Regions from separate parts of the Mus musculus genome. Here region 2 is linked to region 1. The links are chromatin contacts, called in public Hi-C maps. All regions are on one chromosome and are shown on one strand. The core of a region is the stretch at or near the end of the contact, and the rest is flanking DNA. Distances in the headings are between cores, read along the strand shown. Region 1 has its middle 8.6 kb from the start of Gm46965. Region 2 overlaps Rab7 (RAB7, member RAS oncogene family).

Region 1 (2,849 bases), core at 257-2,756:
CACCGGATGGGGGGCAGTGGGCAAGGACATGACAATGCATTTGGAAAGCTCTAGCAATCCCTTTGGAACTAAATGTTCATGTCCTCTCCTAGTCTTACATGCATGGGAAATGGGAGAGCCCAAGCAAACATGAGCAGTCATGAATAAGTAGATGGTGGATAGCCATACACTGTTCTGAACGAAGTGGGCCAGAAGCAGCTGTTGTCCGAGACTGCCTCCAAGACAAACTGCCTCCATCTTCAGTTGGGCTGGACCCACTTGCCCAGGATCTTCACGGGTGGGATTGTTGACTGGTGACCTTCCTTCTTTCAAGGGGAGGCCAGAGAATGTCATAGGCCCCCTCCCCTGGGTACTCAGCCAACCGACCCAATAAGTTGAATGTCATCCTGCCCTAATTCTACTGACTTGGCATCGGGGCCTCCAAGAGGGGCTAGAAAACAGGTGGGAAGGTATTAGGGAAGAGGCTCCATCTATACAGCCATGAGGAGTCACCATCCCTGCCAGGTGCACATTTCCATTGTGGCTGCTTTAAGGTCACCCATACTCTACCCTTTGCTCTGTAAGACCAAGGAAGTCCCTGGTCTTTAGTGGACTTTAGTTTGTTGCTAGGGCCCAAGGAGGAAGTGAGTAGACGTTATTCCTTCTGCTCAAGGGGTTAGGAAGATTCTCTTTGTCAGCACTCACAGTGGCCTACTTGTGGCTTAGGGATTTTACTCTGTGAATATAAGCTTTAAAAGAGAATACAAGCAAACCAGAACTCTAAGCAAGGATATGCAGGCATTCCTACATCACTCAGGATGAGGGAACAGGGTCAGCCATTATGAAATGCAGAGGCTGAACCTGAGACTGACAGCACCTTCCTCCCCATCTCTAGTCTCCCCTTCCTCCTAATCTCTGCCATCTCTAGCTAGGAAATACACTGAGTGTAAAGTGGCTTGCACAGAGGGACCACGAAGTGGAACACACTATCATGCATACTCCTTTGATTCAGTCCAAATTCTGCACCCTGCTCAGAATTAACACAAAACTATCCACTCAAAACTTTATCCTGCCAAGGGTACACTATAAGCCCAGCACTAGGAAGGAAGAGGCAGGCAGAGGAACCTGTGTTCGAGGCCACCTGGTCTATATAGAGAGTTCAGGTCTACTTGATGATGATGATGATGACGCCAAGCTCAACAACAACAATAATAATAGTAATAATAATAAAGCCAAACTCCATGTGCCTACCCCAATTGTTTTCCCACAAGCATCCTCCACCCCCAGACTGCGTGTCTAGCCACACGGGGGCGCTGCGAGCCACGCCACTCGGGGGTCCGCGGGTATTTGCAAGGGTCTGGGCCGCACCTCCCGCCCGCGTCCCCATTAATCACGCGTGCTGACGGCGCCGACCCGCGCGCGGGCGGCGTGACGGCGCCGGTGACGGCGGGTGACGGAGCGGGCAATCGGCGGGCGCGCATCGGCCCATCTTATCGCGCCAGCCCAGCCTTCGCCCGTCGCACGCCGCCCATTGATCGCGCGGGCCGGGGCCGGGGGTCAGCGCGGACGCTCGGCCTGACAGCCACATCCATCGCGCTGACGGCCGCACGCGCGCTCGGCCCGGCCATTAATCACCGCATGGTGCCGAGTGACGGGGAGGGCGACAGGACCAGCGGGCGATTGCCAGCCCTGCCAGCCCGCGCCTTCCATTGCCGGGCCCTGCCGCAGGTCACCCGCATCCCCAGGTCACTTGCTTCTTGGGATGGGAGGACGGTGTGTACCTCTCAGGGTCCCATGGGAGAGCTGGCTTGTCTGGCTGATACTAGGTAATACCATTACTCCTTTCCAGGGGATAGCAGGACCTGTTTCTGCATGGAGCACAAACAGAACTGCATTCAAACGTGGAGGGCTAGACCTCAGCTTGCGCCTGTTTCACAAACTCTGACCTCTAGCAACAAGAGCCAGGAACTGGTCATTCTGATCTGAACCCTAGTCACATAGTGCCTGTGGCCTCAGAGAGTTTCACATCCCAGCTTGGCTGCTGCTCCTCACTCAAAGACAGGGCCTTTCAGACATGTGGCCAGCGACCCAATCAGGGCTGGCCCAGGGTCAGGGAGATGGATGGCTACAAGGTGTAAGTCCCGCCCTCTGCCTGCAATTCCATTTCTTAGCTACCATACTTAGGCATGTTGACCTACCACCTTCTGGTGTGAGAAAGCAAGCTGTCCCTTCTTAAACCCCGAGTATTCTCTGAGGCAGTCTAGGGTTGGCCAGGGTAAGGGCTAGGGTTGAAGGGGTAAGGTATCTGCAAAGCAGAGGCCAGGAAGTGCCTTGGCTTTGGGAGAAGGCACCGCACCTGGAATGAGCAGCCACCAAAGAGCTCAAGGAGAGGCTCCCAGGAGCCTGGCCCAGAGCTGGGATAGTGGCCACCTCCTGTGACCAGCCCCCATCCTGCCTGACTTTAATATTACAACAATTTTTCAAGCTGGAGCTGAACTAGTGGGAAAAATGGGGCTGCTGTAATTGTTGTTAGATTGTGTGTCAGCCTGATAAGATGTAACAAATACTTCCTCCCCACCAGGGTCTGCTCCCTGCCTGGCAATGGATGGAGAAACTTCTCATAGTCTACAAGGGATGGGCCATAAAAACTTCGCCTGTAAGATTAATGTAATAATCACAGGCCTTGCTGGGGAAAGGGAGGAAAATTAAAATAACCAAACCTGGCTACCTAGCCAGACCATCTCCCTCCCATCAGAGCACTGCTGTCCCCTCCCCTAGTACTGTCACACCCCAGAAGAGGGAGGAGCGGCAGGAGTGGGGGGCCGTGGTTAGAAAACACAAGGCCACAGTCCTAGTGCTCACTAAAAGCT
Region 2 (2,849 bases), core at 97-2,596, 490 kb after region 1:
AGCCAGAGCCACACAGAAACCCTGATTCTAAAAAATGAAAGAAAGGAGGAAGGGAGAGAGGAAAAGGAAGGAAGGAAGGAAGGAAGGAAGGAAGGAAGGAAGGAAGGAAGGAAGGAAGGAAGGAAGGAAGGAAGGAAATAGGTTCCTTTGCTGAGAAAGTAGTGCTTAATCTTCACTTGTGAGATTTGTGAGTCTGTTTGGAGTGTTAATCCCAACTGCTGATGCCAGTAATGGACCCAGCACTTGAGGAGAGAGAGGGCACCGGCATCCGTTCAGCCCCTGCCCTGCTGTCTTGTTAGGTTAGCTAAAGGGTTCACAGGCCGGGGGCCAGTCTGAGTGAGGGCTGGGGCTCAGCTCCTGGCAGACCAGAGTGGCTGCACTGTAGACAATGCAAAACTGCCTTAATGTTTCTTCAGCTCACCTGCACTTTCTCCTCCCGACAGCTTCAAGGATGACCTCTAGGAAGAAAGTGTTGCTGAAGGTCATCATCCTGGGGGACTCTGGGTAAGTGTTTCTCACGAATCTGACCTCAGATTGGCTTGGAGCTTCATCCTCACTGATCTCAAGGCAGTTCCACATTCGGCTCTGGGCCTGGCCTCTATCCTTTACTGTTGGGGTTTCCTGTGTTTGGCCTATTGAAATGCTTAAGGAACCCTCAAACAAGTATTTTCTTGTTTTTGAAAGTGCCTTCCAGTGGGGTAGAGTATAGGAATAGTGTCTCCTGCCCAGGACTGTGAGAAATGGCATACTGTCTGAAAGGAGTCTCAAGGCCTTTGAGGATTACAGACCTCACTCTACTTCTGTAAATTCTAATTGTGTTGCAGAACTGGGTAGAACCAGCACCTTAGACCACTGGTCAGCCATTGCGCTATACCCCTGGCAAGGCAAGCACTACTGTCTTAGGCTGTATGTATGTGCACTCTTTGTGGAAAGCCTTGAACAAGGAAAGCATTGGCGCTTTCTTTAGGTTGCATTACCCTGACCCTACCCTTATCTTACTGAACACTTGGTTGGTGAGTTTTCTTGGTGAAAAAATTCCTTGGGAGGGACATTCTTAATGTTTTATTATGTATGTGCATATGCGTGTGGGTGTGAAGGTCCGTGCAAGAATTGTTTTTCCTCCTGCTCTGGGGGCCCTGGGATTGAATTAAGTTTTCAGGCTTGGCAATAGGTGCCTTTCGCTTTAGCCATCAAACAGGCCCTGTTTTGTTGTTTTGCTTGGGCTTTAGTTTTGAAACAAAAACTGTGGCTCAATGCCCTTGAACTCACTGTGCAGCCCAGTCTAGCCTCAGGCTCTCAGTGCTGCTGCCTCTATCTCTAAGCACTGAATTCCAGGCATGTGGGGCTACACCTGTCTTGGAACATTCCTTTCTGGCTACATACTGCTGAGTGGCTTCCTCCTGGTGTTACTTGACCACACTGAGTGATGCATAAACACCTGAGATTACAAAGCCGTTTGGAGTGATCTTATCACAAAGTTCCATTTAGGAGTGAGTGAGTTTGTGTGTGTTTCTTTTAGTAAAATGCTTTGTTTTGTTTTTAAACTGTTGCAGTACCGGGAGTTAAACCCAGGCCTGGTGTATGTCAGGCAAGCACTCTACCAACTAAACGCTCTTCCTAGCTCAGGCATGTTGCTTTGAACATTGTAAACACAAATCCCTTTCAGTCCCTTATTTGACTCAGACATGTGGGTTTTGTTCAATTTCAGTGTTGGAAAGACCTCTCTCATGAACCAGTATGTGAACAAGAAGTTCAGTAACCAGTACAAAGCCACAATAGGAGCGGACTTTCTGACCAAGGAGGTGATGGTGGACGACAGACTTGTTACCATGCAGGTGAGCCACTGCTCAGCCTGGAGCCAGACTGCCAGCTTACTGAGTCTTCTTTAAATGAAGTCTTCTTTAAATGGTGGGTGGGTGGGTGGGGGTGGAGTTGGCTTGCTTTCTTCCTTTCTGTGAGTTGTAGGGATTAAACACAGGTCATGAAGCTTCTGTGCGGAGCACTTCACCTCTGGGTAGCACCTTCTGTGCTGAGCCCTCGTGTAGGCCCAGTTGATTGCATCCAGACTGTCTGTCATACCTCCGTGCTTTTCAAACTTACCATTATATTTGTGGAGAATGGATAATTGGCTGCAAATAGTGTTGTTGGATAAAATAGCAGTAAAAGCACGGTCGGGAGCATGGTGGAGACAGAGCCCGAGCCCCATGCAGGCTGAGTGCACATGCTCCCGCCATGCATGAGCACGGAGCCACACCCCAATCCTAAATTTGAAATTTATATTACAAGACAACTAGGAATTTTTGTAAAATTTAATTTTAGCTACAGTTATTGTCTTTTTTTTTTTCATTTCTTTTCCCTTTCTATTTATTTATGTTTGTTTTTTCAAGATAGGGTTTCCTTGTATAGCCTGGCTGTCCTGGAACTCACTCTGTAGACCAGGCTGGCCTCAAACTCAGAAAAATCCACCTGCCTCTGCCTCCCAAGTGCTGGGATCAAAGGTTTGTGCTACCATGCCTAGCTTCTTTTTCCTTCCTTTTTTCCTTCCTTTTTTCCTTCCTTTTTTCCTTCCTTCCCTTCCCTTCCCTTCCCTTCCCTTCCCTTCCCTTCCCTTCCCTTCCCTTCCCTTCCCTTCCCTTCCCTTCCCTTCCCTTCCCTTCCCTTCCTTCCTTCCTTCCTTCCTTCCTTCTTTCTTTCTTTCTTTCTTTCTTTCTTTCTTTCTTTCTTTCTATAAGGATTTATTTATATGTAAATACACTAAAGCTGTCTTTAGACACTCCAGAAGAAGGCATCAGATCTCATTAAGGATGGTTGTGAGCCACCATGTGGTTGCTGGGAGAATTGAACTCAGG

Evidence for each region. Hi-C and Micro-C count contacts between places; a contact is called where the count stands out from the background.
Region 2: a contact with region 1 is called in a Hi-C map of uterus, with 3 times the contacts expected there. The contact joins two enhancer-like sites. A contact is called at or near these places in 4 of 484 Hi-C or Micro-C datasets (the AML12 cell line, embryonic stem cells, myocytes and 1 more) and 1 of 9 other capture datasets (embryonic stem cells).

What each region holds. Positions count from the first base shown.
Region 1 is chr6:88,498,813-88,501,661 of GRCm38.p6, reverse strand. No RefSeq gene overlaps it. Among named protein-coding and RNA genes, the nearest start is that of Gm46965, 8.6 kb to the right of the region's middle. Within about 2 kb of position 1,506, at least 110 of the 459 cell types and tissues checked have an H3K27ac peak or open chromatin away from gene starts, as enhancers often do. A contact at or near this core is called in uterus, where this site is marked.
Region 2 is chr6:88,011,293-88,014,141 of GRCm38.p6, reverse strand. It overlaps Rab7 (RAB7, member RAS oncogene family), which reads left to right. Exons shown (of 6, transcript NM_009005.3): 2 at 444-504; 3 at 1,709-1,835. The coding sequence starts at 452. Among named protein-coding and RNA genes, the nearest start is that of Gm34872, 7.7 kb to the right of the region's middle. Within about 2 kb of position 1,346, at least 33 of the 459 cell types and tissues checked have an H3K27ac peak or open chromatin away from gene starts, as enhancers often do. A contact at or near this core is called in uterus, where this site is marked.